Linked DNA regions of Gasterosteus aculeatus: region 2 is linked to region 1. The links are chromatin contacts, called in public Hi-C maps. All regions are on one chromosome and are shown on one strand. Each heading gives the region's core, a stretch centred on a gene start, on an enhancer-like site or on the middle of the called end of the contact. The rest is flanking DNA. Distances are from core to core; before and after follow the strand shown.

Region 1 (7,167 bases), core at 3,352-5,851:
GTGGCTTACTGTGTTCTTACCCACCACAGAGGGATCTGAATCGTTTGTTCTAAAGTGCAAATACGGGGGGAGGTTTTTAATATCGCAGCATGTTGAAAGGTTAACTCTCCTTCGGGGATCATTAAAAGAAATTGAATTGTAATTTACGCAGGTTGGAATAACGAGATGAAACCAATTCACATGGAATTTAAAAGATAAAAAAGGCAACATTCCCTCTCAATATTCTGTCTGCTGACTCTAACACACACCGCTTGGTAGGAACGTGCACATAACTCCTCCTGTCATGGGTATGCATTTGCAGGTTGAATCCACAAGATGGCAATGCACATCATAGACATGCACTTGTTTTCAAAGGGGAGCTACGGAGACACAATCCCAACCATGCACCCATCTTTGCCGAACAGCAGAGAGAATTCTCTGGCTGTGTCATGAAACAAAGGGGAGCGATCATAGCAGTCAATGAGAAGATCATCACCTGTGTAACGATAAAGAGAATCAACAAGCTGCCTCTTTTTTACTTATACAGCTCTGCAACCTCCATTCTGGATGCTTGATTTCTTTGGGTGTTTTTTTTGGAATGTGCAGCCATAAAACTCTAGTAAGAGAATAACAGGAATGACTGATGGAAACCTTGCAGTACAGCTGACACTAATTGCAGACTTTCTGCACCATTCTGCAGACTTTCGAGAAAGGCACCTGCATTTCCTGAAAAACAACTCTGCTTGACTCAATTGAAACGACCGCCAAACATCCCAGTTAGGGATGTTTAAAGCATAATGCTGTTTGAATTCCCACCGGCAGCGTCTTTCTGCTCCTTGTCCTTCTTTTTTCTCGCTCATGCAGGCCTTCATTAGTGTGGGCAGCACAACTCTTTCTGTTAGTTTGTTGAGAATTTTAATTCTTTCTGGTGATTTACGGTTATTGAATTTTTCAACCAGCACGGTGGCTGTGAAGATGAACGTTATCAGTGCGACCGAACGATACCATAGCTGAGTGCTGAGGGATTTGACTGAGCGTGAATGAAGGTGCATGTGAGGGGAAGAAGCCACAAGGGGGAAAAAGCACCAGAGGATGAGATGGAAGTGATATTTCTTTGAGAGTAATCATATTCTGCCTCTGAGAAAAGACTGTGATATCAGACATTTTCATTTTGGAAAGAGCATTACAGTGAGTGGTGTATAATTCAGCGTTTTATTAGAGAACAATAAAGATAAAGCACCATTAAAGGGAGATAGTAACGTATCAAGAGCAAAAGTGTATGAAATACATTCAATTGTTGTTTTTTCTGCTCGCAAGCTGTGATTGTTAGCATGTCCGGCTCACTAGCTGACACATAAGATGAGATAATATTTCTATCTTGCAAACCACAAATTAATTTTAAGTTACAACTTACATTACAGCATTTGAAAAAAATACATATATTTTTTAGGTGTCTCAGTTCTTACTCCGGCAACCTCGGCACAACACCTACACACTGGCGTTTTTGTAAGATCTTATATTTATAAACAGTATATTGTTTTGTTATTTCTTCCCAATCGATCATTAGCCACGATGTGCTCAATGACTTTATTATCAGTCGCTTCAATTTGTATGATTCTTATGTAATATGTGTTTTAAACAAGACAGGTGGCAAAAAAAATCTAAGAGTCAGTTTGAGAAAGCAGCTAATTTAGTGTTAGCTTAGTTAGCCCACTAGCTCGCTAGCTATAGCTGATAAAGCCTGCTAACATACAACTGAGGTTGAATTCGACTAGTAAAACATGTACCTCCTAACATCTATTCTTAAGAGCTTTTCCTTTGTGGAAAACGTCGGTCAAGGAAAGCTTGGAAAGCAAGGAAAGCGAGTTCATGAGGATAAAGCTACGTGGTTATGATGCCACAGGTCAGTGACAACTTATGGCGCGTTTCCACCGAGCGGTACGGTACGGGTCGGGTCGGTACGGGTCGGGTCTGTTAACCATGATTTGGCGAGCGTTTCCACCGCCAACAGTACCCTTACTTGATAGGGGTGGTGTATTCCAGAAAGTAGTGATAACGTCACTTGATAGGCGTGGTGTATGACGGAAAGTAGATTGACGTCATTCGATCGCGTGAAAACTGAAGGCTGACCGCAAACAACGGTACGGTTCGGATTTTTGGTACCATTCTCAACTTTTGGCTGTGGAGACACAAATAAAAGGGTACCGACCCGCACCGTACCGTACCGCTCGGTGGAAACGAGCCATTAGTGACCTCAGTCTGCAGTGGCGAAATTTAAATATTGCGAAAAGGACTATTTGAAACCAGCCCGAGTGCACCCAGTTCAAACAAATGGTCTGCTTTTGTATAGCTCAAAAAAAAAAATTCAATCTCTAATGTAGTTTTCGAACTCAATTCATATTCTCATTCCTCTCTGGGTTTTAATTTCTTTACAGCACTGCAAGCAAGCAGCAAGAACGCAGAAAATCTATAATAACCAGCCAGCGGGGGCCTTCCCACCCAAATCTCAAACCCCAGCCCCACTCCGTCTCATCTGCTGTCTGCCTCTGTGGGGAGACGGGACCTGTTTCCAGAAGCAGGTGCTGAGGGTCCGGGGCCCATCAGTTTCCCCTGACAGTCTGGAGCCGAGGCGCAGTCAGCTGAGGCGCTCCACCGAGGAAGTCGCACATGTCATCATCGTGGTTAAGTGGAGGAGAGGAAGGGGAGACAAGCCGGATGAGTCATGATGGGACAGACAGAGACGTGGAAGAGACGGGTGGGGGAGGAGGGAGGGAGAGTGTGTGTGTGTGTGTGTGTGTGTGTGTTTTCCTGTTCTGCATTTGTAGAGAAAGGAAGCTACACAGCAAGTAGAGTAACTTATGCTCCACACACACACACACACACACACACACGCACACATACATGCACACATACATGCACACATACATCCACAGACACCAGATGTCAGCACAATATTAATTTAGATAAATTATAATTGTTCAGGCAGAACTACGTACGGGCTGACTCAAAGAAAATACACATGACCGTAAGTTATTGATTTTGTGTTATGTGCAGAGGGCGTGAAATAAATTGAAAGTGTTACCACGGCGTCAAGCCGACAGGAACATAATGTCCACACTTAAATGGCCCCCGCCGGAACATGACTAGCAATTACAGATGCCCGTCGAAAAATGCACGAAGATTCAATCAGGCAAAGTTGAGAACTCGTTTCTCCGTGGGGGGGTTAATTAGTATATTTGGCTTTAACCAAGCGTGCAGGATGTTGGAGGGTTGAGGAACAATGCTTGTTTAGCTACACAGGGCGGCGTGTGCGCAGATAATGTCTGCATTAACTATTGATGCGCTCGCACACAGATAGCCCCCCCGTAAGCCCCCCGGCGTGTGTGGTGCTGCATTCCCTGCACTTCTACTCCTGTCTCCTCTCACTCCAACTCGTCTCCTTTTTATCCGAGCATCGGGTGGGTGGGTTGGAGGGATCTGCACCCCCACCAACCCCCTCACCCCCTCCTCGGTTTTTCACGCCTGCACCCTGCTCTCTCCTCCCCTCTCGCAATCTACTTCCCGAGTCTTCATTCCCCAATTCTCTCTTTCACTTGAGCGTAAGCACAAGGAACGCACCACTCTCCCATCCTCCCTTCCAGGCCCCCACCCCCACCCCCCCTTCCAGCCCCCCCCCCCTTCCACACAGCCCTTCACTCCTTGCATTATCTGTCCCGGAAATTGCATTTCCAGCACAGCCAGGGCCCCATTATGAAGAGGGAGCAACATGCTGTAACCTTTTTAAAAAAACATTAGTGATGTGCCTGCCCCCACCCCCTCTCCCCCCTTGCAGCACCCCACCCCTCAGATCCCCCGCCGGCCCTCACCCTTCATACATGCTTCACCCTTCTCACTTGCCTCACCCTCACGGCAGCTGTAATGTTATTAGGGATGCTTCCACGACCATTACTCGGCCAGCCCCCCCCCCGCGACCACGGGGCAGATGCAGAGGGGAGCACCGGCGGGGCAGCGGTGTGCAAAGGGTCAGGTGTAAAGGGAGGCTTGCAGAGAGACGGGTGGGACGGATGGGTGGAGGAGTGAAGATGAATGCACGGGGTGTAGAAGCGACAGACGAGGAGGCAGCGCGATCGATAAAAGGTAAACAATGAGCTGTCTGTCTCTCCACCCCCCCCCCCCCTGCCTGCCTCCGGCCCCCTTATCTAAACACAAACAGCGACTGTAACAGCAGACCCGGGTGTCAGCGTGTCGCCGCGCACAAACACGTGGACGCACACTCAGCGGCAACAACTCGCCATACGCAGCCAGCCCGTCTGAGGAGCGCCATTGTTGTTGCACTTGTCATGTAGTGTTGTAGCCGAGGACCACACCGGCTACATTATCGTCCAATTAGAATGCAGAGACGAGCCAGGGAGGCCAGCAGAGTGAAGTGCTATGGAGCAGTGGAGAGGGAGAGAGTGAGGGAGAGTGAGGGAGGGAGGGAGAGTGAGGGAGGGAGGCTTGAGACAAGCCAGGTCCACAGACAGACACTAAATCCAATTGCACAGGCAGGTTCCAGGAAGTGGAGGATAGTGAGATGGAGGAGGAGGGGGAGGTGGGGGTGGTAGTGGTGGTGAAGGAAAAAGCGCCCCCCCCCTTTTCCCTCTCCCTCCCCCTTTCCCCTCCCTTCTTCTTCCTCTCTCCGGCACACAGCAGAGCGTGCGAGCCCCGATGCAGCATCTGTAGCTTAACTGTCAATGTGATGGAAGAGGAAACCAAAGGACACAAATCCATAAAAAATACAAAAAGAGACGCTCGTTTTATGATTCCACCCACTTCATAAAAAGCCTACTATCACGCAGGGGGGGTTCATTAAAGTAATTATTGGCAGGATGACGGCGCTATATATGCTGTTATGGCCGCGAAGCGAATGCAGTGAATGTTTATAAGAATATCTCACATGTGTCTATTTATTCATGCGGCTAATGGGATTCTAATGCCGGGCAACATATCGATCAGAACCACGTGAGGTGCTGAAGTAGGTTTGAATGAAGGCCGCAGTTGGCAGTACGGTTTGTAATCCTCCTCCATACACGTCCCCCGTGTCCACTGGATGCAAACCAGGCTTGATGCACTTCACAGGGAGTCGTGAGGGCACCATCTTCCCCACGCTCTCGTTCTTCATTTCTTACTTTCTTATTCTATCTATCCGTCTATTTATCTATCACTCAATTTACAGAGGTAGACAAAGTAATTACACATTTTACTTTAGCAAATGTAGCTAAATTGAAAAAATACTCTACTCATTATTGTAAGCGAGGTTTTGGTTGACAAAATTCACGCTAAAAAATCCTCTGACGAGCCCCTGCAACGCTTTTCTTTAACTCAAACATAAAGGTGGGAATATATTTAGGGCATTGGGATTTTTGGGGAATGTATTTATCCCAGTTCATGCTAATGCTAACGTTAGCCAATGAAAGTTGTGTCAATCAACTCTCCTAACTCCAAAGTGAAAGTATGTATAAATACGTGTGTGTGTGTGTGTGTGTGTGTGTGTGTGTGTGTGTGTGTGTGTGTGTGTGTGTGTGTGTGTGTGTGTGTGTGTGTGTGTGTGTGTGTGTGTGTGTGTGTGTGTCAATTGCTTTAAACTTATAAAATAAATCATCTAAATATGTTTGGATTGTATAATGTGATCTTCAAAAGTACCCATAAATTATTGATGAATGATATTACATGCTAATGTAAATATACCTTTGAATTGCAGTGGAATAGAAGAATCAAGTGGCACACAATGGAAACACTTAAACCCTTTCAGCCTCGAATGAGCATCATCTATCTTAGTGGTCCGAAACCTCCGGGCCGCGGACCGGTACGAGGCCGTGGGTCACTCGGTCCCGGGCCTCAGAGAAAGAAAGAGAAAACTTCTTTTTTTTTATTTCACTTTTTGTCCCGTCTTCAAAGCCGTCCGGGGGGCTTGAGTCAATCCCAGCCAACTGATTTGCCTTTTTTTCCTGAAAAATATATTTTTGGGAAAAATGACATGCGTTTGTCCTCTTGACACATTTCCATAGCGTAACCCAAGCGCTTCTCTGCCGTGCGCAGCGACTACTACCCCTCCCCCCTGTCGGAGGGTAATTTTGTCCCGTTGATCCACCACATCTTCAAGACCAGTCCACAAAATGTTGTCTGAGCAGAAACCGGTCCGTGAGGCAAACTGATCCTTCTCTCCTTCTCTTTGAAATAGATAGTGAAAAGATCCTCTCCTCCCATCACCCATTTCTCTCCATCTAACCCCATCAACCCCGTCCTCTCCTCCTCTCTCTCCAGACACTGACACCAAATCCCACAACAGACGCCCTACTGATCGATACCATGACATCATCAGGCGTGGACATCCTCAGTGGGCTGTGGGCGAGGTGCTGACCTGAAGCACGCACACACACACACACACACACACACACATACGACAGGACCCGAGGGACTGAGCCGAGCTGAGCTTCCTCTCGTCCCCTCCCAACTCGTGTAACCTCTCGCCTGCCTGCCAACGCCGCCGCCACCGCCGCCGCTGGAATCTGACTGATGACAGGCCCAGGACCTCTTTCACACACACACACACACACACACACACACACGTAAACACATGGACGCACACAGAGCTAATACACAATGTGGACGTTCGAGTGGCTGACGGGTCTAAGTGCAGTCGAGACAAAGCGCCGCGCTCTGAGACAGCTAAACCGCATTGCGGCTGTCATGTTTGCACAATTTCCCCCTACTTATAGAGATGAATGAAAAACAGATATAATGGTGTGTGAAGCATTGATGTCACTATATGCCGCCCGAACCCCCTCGCCGCAGGCCTGTCTTACAACATAACCTTTTCATTCCTGGCTTGGCTGACTGACTGACGGAGTGATTGACTGACCGGTACATCGTCTTACGTCGGCGCTACCTGTGTGAACCTGTCACAGGCTTTAAAGCCAGCTGAGAGGCTCCAGTCTGAGGGTGGGCAGCCGAGGTCAAAGGCAGCGGCGTAAATTCGATATCCACAAAGATGAAAACACTTCCCGGTTTCCCTGTTTTGAAATGGCTGCAAATGGAAAAAATCGCTCCAGTGCCTCGAGAAAGAGGAACGGATGGGACTTAGACTGACAGGTTGAGGGGTCGGGAGGAAGGCAGAGAGGCCGGGCTTTCGTTTATTTTATGTAATAG
Region 2 (7,167 bases), core at 2,707-5,206, 58 kb after region 1:
AGTATTTTTGCTCAATGCCAATGCGTACTGAATATTTTTTATCTTTTGTACGTTTTTACTCCGTCAGTTATAGTAACTTTACTAAATACAATCTTACAATGAGGTTATAGTAATAATATAATAGAGGGTAGAATACTCACAGGGTACTGTGATGATTCATTCCTTCCATTGAAATTCTAAATCAATATTCTTTTTTTTACCCACGTCTGTTAATTTTGTTTTTAAGCAGTTATTTCTGCACAGTTGCAACTATAGATTGGGCTCTGCTAAATCATTAGAATGAGAGAGATTGATGCGCTATTGGTTGAAAAATGGGCCTACATTTAATTTAAATTAATTTATTCAAACTGACTTTTAAATCAAATTCAAAGTGATTTCTTATAAATATAGCAGACATTTGAAAACGTTAAAATTTAAATTTCCTGCGTCAAACTGTTTAACCCAGCGAATACTTTGAATGTGAGTGGAGGGTCGAGCTGTTCCAGGAGTCACGCTCCACCCATCAGCACAAAGGGGCGTCTCAGGCCCCAACATCTGCATTTCTTAGTCCTTGGCTCCCAATTACCGTCTGAATTAGGTGTTAAAATAAGCTCCATGTTTGTTTGCTGAATCTGTTCAGTCGTTGTGGTTGAGGACGTGTAGCCGTGTGCCATCTAGTGGAGGGAAAGCACATGTACACTTACTGTATTTTTAACCCATTAAACATCTAACGGAAACGGTCTCTTTTATTCAAATGTATTTTTTTTAGTTCCCTTTGGGATCCAAAAGATCCAAATGTTGAGTGAATGTATGGTAACATTTCACTTTAATGTGTTTGCTTTGGCTTTGTTTCAACATTGTTCAAACTTTACCTTTGCTAACCTCTTGACTTTTTAAATTTTTATTTCTATACGCGTTCACTAAACATGACATTGTGCAATAAAAAAACACTTGAAAAAATATGGTTCTGCTTTGATTTTCTTATTGGCTAAAAATACACATTGAATGTGAAATACACACAAGAAGTGACATTGCATGATTATGATATTAAAAAAGGAAAATGAATCAAATCTATCATTACTAATATATATATATATATATTATACATACATGATCCAATAAACAAAATGTCTCAGTGCATTAGCGACTGGGTTAAAATGTAAAAAGCTACTTTCTACAAAAGTAACACACTTGTGTCTATATCCTCTATTACAACAATCTGAAAACAACGGTCATATTCACTTCATTGACAACACAAAGAATAACTGCCGTGGACATATTGTGTTTTACACTCATGGAAATTTCAGTCGGTGATGAGACAATTTAGTCTGGGAAAGAAAAAGACCACATTATGAGGTAATCAGTTAAAAGAAATAAACCGATAACTACGGACGGTAAATGGACTGTACTATGGCGCTTTTCTAGTCTTCCGACCACTCAAAGCGCTTTAACACTACATGACATCATTCACCCATTCAGACAGGAGAACCACACACAGTGACACCTGCCATCAGTAACTAACATTCACACACTGTAGTCGCAGCTACAGGAGCAATGTTGGGTTAAGTGTCTTGCCCAAGGACACATCGACATGCGGGTTAGCAGAGCCTGGGATCGAACCGACAACCCTCTGATTGGAGGACGACCGTGCTCCCCACTCACCCACAGTCGCCCGACATCTGAAAAGCATTTACAGAGAGAACTGCGACGTAGAGCAAACAACAGGACGACTCTGGCCCAGCCAGAGCAGCGCGTCGTGCTCGTCCATCCACGCTGTGGCAAGAAGGTAAACTGACCAGCACGTCAACTAAAAACACACACTCGTCCGCTTCCATTGTTTCTTAAAGACTTGGCTGCATTGTGTTCGCTGAACAGGGCTGGATTTAACGGACCGGTCACAAGTGGGGGGCGGGGGAATGTAAGTGAACGGAGTTGGGCACAGGGTCGAGGGTCACGGGAGAACATGACTATTGATTGGCCGTTTCACAGGCATCGATCCAATCACTGTAAACATCCACTGGCTCAGACAGATCTGATGGAAATCGGGTTAAGGGACATTCCAGAAGAAGGAAAAAGACTCACCACTTGCTCACTGGCTTCTAGACCTGACTTGCATACTATACTTACTATGCAGAATTTTTAAAAAAAGGATACAGGTGATTGGAGTCTGGAACTCCTCCAAGCAAACGCTGCATGATATGATTCCTGTGTTGCGGGTTCGTTCCCTGGAAAACAGTAAGTACCTTAGTTATATGCATCGTGGTGCATTTCTTCATCTCGTTCGGTTGTTCTGCATTTACTTACATTTTGACATCGCAGGATTTCTCATGGTTACAAAACGGGCAGGTGAACTGGACGTCCAGGTTGCCCGTCATCTTTTTCTTTGGAGGTGGCTTTCTCTTTGACTTCCTGCGCCCCATTTGTAATGTTGTGTAACTGTGAATACGAAAGGATGATTACAATAATACTGTTTTGTTGGTAATGTATTAAAAAAAAAGTAATGTAGCTGGTTTTATGACAATCATTCACTCATTCATTGTTAACCAGTAATGGCTGCTTACCTGAATCAAAATAAGATAACATTCAAATTACTGGACCAAAACTAACAAACCAGTCAAAAAACATTTTATCTATCCCACGTGAATAATACCTCACTATTCAACATATTATAGAGCAAACTCTGAATTACGTTGTTGTCTTATCCGTCTTACGTCACGTCAGACAGGGTCAGAAAAACATCAAATAGCTTTAGCTACACGCTAGCGAGCTAACGCGCTAACAGATGCTACCTCTTGGGTAAAGACTGAAAGAGACGAAAATATAGCTTTTAATAAACGACTTTCAGGGCTAAATGCGCAAGTGCAGTGCGTGGTTCGTGTATTATGGGTTGTATCATTTCGCATTCGCGTAATGGTGTGACTGACACTTACCAAAGGGATGTCGGCAGCGGAGGATGCTCGGTGGATTCAACTTCATCCGGGTACTGCGCCTCTGTAGTGACCCCACTGATTGGTTAGCTGGGAATTTAAGCGGTTTGTGATTGGCTGGGGGAAGAAGACTGACAGCATTGTGTGTCCAATAGCAGATCTCGATTTTCTGAATTAACTCCCCTCATCTGTTGATTTTTGGGCATCTGGCAAAGACGCCCCCTGGGCGCCTCCCTAGGGAAGTGTTCCAGGCACGGCCGGCTGGGAAGAGGCTCCGGGGGGAGGAGGCCCCGGGGAAGACCCAGGACCAGGTGGAGAGATTATATCTCTGCACTGGCCTGGGAACGCCTTGTTCCCGGTCCAGTCAGAGCTGGTAGATGTGGCCCGGAAAAGGTCCGGGAAAGGGAAGTTTGGGGTCCCATGCTGGAGCTGTTGCCCCCGCGACCCGACCCTGGATCAGCGGTTGAAGATGGATGGATGCATTTGTTGATTTTGCAAACGTGACGCCCTTCAAATCCTATTGCGATGACTGTCAATAAACAGTGTGTAAAGGTATTTGTCAGTAGATACCTGCAACCATCAGCAGCAGGAATCTTGTTGTCCACAGTCTCTTTTTTGATGCAATTTATTAACAAAATCTCTGTGTCCACAGTGTCCAGTATTGTTTTCTTTTTAGGAATATCCTGAAAAGAAAACAATACTTGACACTGTCAGTTCATGGTGATGAGTGTATTTTATCTTGCCTCCTTACATAAATGCATAAAGCGACTATTTGATTATTATTATTACATTTAATCATACATGCTGTGTTCTTTAGCCTGATCTTCTCAGTCCGTATATTATTCCTCTAACTTTCTGGCAGCTCTTCTGGGTAAATTCACTGTTAATTTACAGTAATATATCCCTTATAAATTGTACTTATAATGGCTCTTATCTATAGCAAGTTGTAAATCGGCTTATTTAATGAAATTGCACTTTCTTGTTTCTTATTCTTTTGAGTTTGTAATCTTATGGTGGAAATGCTGATATTTTTCAAATGTAATATTCAGTAATAAAAAGGAATGCCATTGGTCCGTTGGCGGGGCGGGGCGGGGCTTGTCGACATGATGGACAGCGGCTGATCTTTGGATCATTATGAGGTTGTTACTCGTCGCTGAATACCGTCACGGACAGAGGACGAGGACAGACAGGTGAGTGAGAGACACCGAGGGACACGACTCCACGTCTCACGGTGAAACGCTCCCTGGAGAGAGAAACTCTGCCGACGGCATAAAACTTGTGCATCGCTCCCCGAATTAGCTCAGAAGCTAACGCCTGTTAGCCTGTCAGTTCCGGGGGGGAAACAGTCGTAAAGTGAGCTGTTGAATGTAGAGAGAATGTAGGTTCGCTGTGTAATTGAATCAATCCGCCGTTGTCACCACATGCAAATAGGTTGAGCGACGCGTGTTGAGGTGTGAATGTCGGTGTCAGTGGATCCCGGGACGTGTTTTTCTCCCCTCTGCCTTCTGTGCCGTTATCTCGATCTGGAGACTTATCAGGTCTGCAAGCGGAGCAGCCGGAGTCCCTTATCTCCGTGGCCCCAGCTGCGTGCGTGCGCGTGCGCGCGTGCGTGTGTGTGTGCGCGTGTGTGCGTGCATGTGTGTGTGTGTGGTCCTGCCAAGTACAATTTGGATGAATGTTTCTTCATAATCTTGTTTTTGAAGTGACGCACGTTAAAGAAGTCCGTAAATGTAAATGAATTGTTTACACTTTATTTGTAATTCTTTGTACTTTATTACAGTGAAGCGTTACCGCCTCCAAAAAAGTCCCAAATAAGTCTGTTTGGAGTAGTTTTTTTCATATGCTCCTAAAAAGATTAACCGAGACGTTGACCTCTGACCCCCAAGCATATGTGACCTCACTATGGGAACTTTTTGGCCAACTAAAGTAGTACATAGTTTTTTGTTTTGTTTTTACAAGCCCATTACTAACACGTAAGAGGCAAAAGATCTTCTAGTAGGAACAATTTGGTCAACGGTTGCCACTTTTTCACTTTTCAACACATTCTGTTTAATAAACTCAGAAAAAACTTCTTCATACTGGTACAGTACTGAGATCTGTGGTATCTCAATGAGGGTGAATGAAGGCTCACTGTGTATTTGTTGTATGTGTCTTGCAGAGGGACACCATGGCAGCAGAGGGGGAGCCCGCGGACTTGGTCAAAGTGCTTCACCTTCTGGTGCTCTCGTTCTGCTGGGGTATGCAGGTCTGGGTCTCCTTCATAGCAGGTGAGAGCACAAACAAGAGATGGGCCTGTCACAATAAATGCTTTTTGAACCTATTGTACATTATAAGGACATGAGCGTTAAGTTATTGACACACTGTATAATAATCTGTGGACATGCCCGTTTTTAGAAAACATTGTTGTATATTATTTTAAGTAATTATTTTTAGAATATTAGGAAAGAATATACAATTCTAATATGTTATTAGTCTTAAAAACGAAATGTTCATTTAAAAATATATATATATATATATATATATTATATTCATTTAAGTGTGCACTTAATTGATTAATTATGCTTTGATTTTATAAATATATCTTTGCCATAGAATAGCCAGAAAACCGCAATATTATCACTCCTCACAACTTTTTTTGGTAAAATATATGGATCCAACTGTGGTTCCTGACCGGGATGTGTGTGCCTGCAGGTATTGTGTTGGTGCGGCAGGTCAGTCGTCACACCTTTGGCCTGGTGCAGAGCAAGCTCTTCCCTGTGTACTTCTACTGTCTACTGGGTAGCAACGTCGTCAACCTGGCCGTGCACGCCGTGTATCACCCCTGTGACCTGCTGGACTGGCACGGCAGCGTGCAGGTCAGACATCACAGCTGCGCACACAATTTTCTAAATACTTGAATCACGTAAGCATGCAAGTTGTCGGCGTCTTGCTGTTTTGCAGATGCTTCTGTACTTCGCGGCGCTGCTCACGGCGGGCTTGAACGCCCGGTGGTTGGGCCCGGCGGCCACAGCGGTGATGTTCCAGATGAGGGAGGTGGAGAAGGAGCATGGCCTGGGGGACCAGATCGGCCTGGGCAGCCAGAGCGAGGCGTACGCTAAGCTCCGAGAACAGGACCCCAAGTACAAGGCATGCAAGGGCGCGTTCGGCCGCTACCACGGCCTGTCCAACCTCTGCAACTTGATCGGGTTCATCTGCACCACGGCTAATCTGATCTACACGGCTCTGAATTTATCCACCATATAGAGAGGGGTGTGTACCGAATGTCAATCGGTAGCTTTGCAGTCTCAAAACATTAAATGTATTTGAATGCATTTTTTTTCTACCGTTTGATTAAAAAAATAAAATGAGAATAATAATAATAAAAAAAAATAGAAAAAGCTCACTCAAATGTGTGCACAGAGCGCCCAGCAGGGGGCGATGTTCGGAAGCAGGTGCATTTAGGGATTCGCTCGTTTCTGAGCTCAGCATAGATAAGTGCAGCAGCGGTTCCCAAACCGTTTGTCAAGCCCCACCCTTTGCTAATGTAAACACTATACTGCACTAACTTCTTTAATAATGGTATTTGTTGCATTTTATTTTGTATTGTTGCACTGCGTTTGTGTGTGTGTGGGTGTGGGGGGGGGGGGTTGGTGCACTGCACCACTAGATTATTGGCTTTTTATATTTGTAATAAAAAAAATGTGTTTACAAATATATATTTTGATGACATTAAATGTCAAATTTGATCAACTCGTGTGATTGGGGTGTTATTGTGCCATTTATTTAGTTGTATTCTGTGCTACACGTTGGTCTTGTCGGGGTTGTTCTGCTCTGAAACAATGTTTTTACTGGATTGTAAAACAAAGTGTCCTTTTAATCCTCATAGGTGGATTGTTGAGCGAACCAAGCAGACTGTGCCCGGATTTGAAATGGGGAAAGGTTTTAATTAAATTACCGGTGACGCACAGCAGGTTTCTGAGAGGAGCCGCCTGCGATGTGCAGCGCGGTGCTCTGCTGGCCGGCTGCAGGGGGAGAGAGACACTGTTCTCATCATCAGCACTAATGGATTATAGTGCAGGCTTTTCAATAGGAGAGCCAGGGACTAAAAGCAAAATGTTCATTCATCTGGGCCTTTTTTCTAAAGACCATCAGCAACTAATAACCATTTAGTGTGATTTTCTTCTTCCTGACGTTCTGCTTTATAAATATAAAGTGTGGAACAAATAATTACCTCAGAAGGCAGTTTGTGTCACTTTGCTGACCTTGTGCCACAGTTTATTGT

The links. Hi-C and Micro-C count contacts between places; a contact is called where the count stands out from the background.
Region 2: a contact with region 1 is called in a Hi-C map of skeletal muscle, with 5 times the contacts expected there. The contact joins the promoter of tmem205 here to the enhancer-like site in region 1. A contact is called at or near these places in 2 of 6 Hi-C or Micro-C datasets (both in skeletal muscle).

What each region holds. Positions count from the first base shown.
Region 1 is chr11:4,670,895-4,678,061 of fGasAcu3.hap1.1, forward strand. No RefSeq gene overlaps it. Among protein-coding and RNA genes, the nearest start is that of tlcd4b, 29 kb to the right of the region's middle. Within about 2 kb of position 4,602, at least 2 of the 9 cell types and tissues checked have open chromatin away from gene starts, as enhancers often do.
Region 2 is chr11:4,729,297-4,736,463 of fGasAcu3.hap1.1, forward strand. It overlaps tmem205 (transmembrane protein 205), which reads left to right and starts at 3,957. Exons shown (of 4, transcript XM_040190963.2): 1 at 3,957-4,096; 2 at 5,065-5,173; 3 at 5,598-5,761; 4 at 5,847-6,635. The coding sequence starts at 5,074. The coding sequence ends at 6,149. cnn1b (calponin 1, basic, smooth muscle, b) reads left to right here. Exons shown (of 7, transcript XM_040190962.2): 7 at 1-711.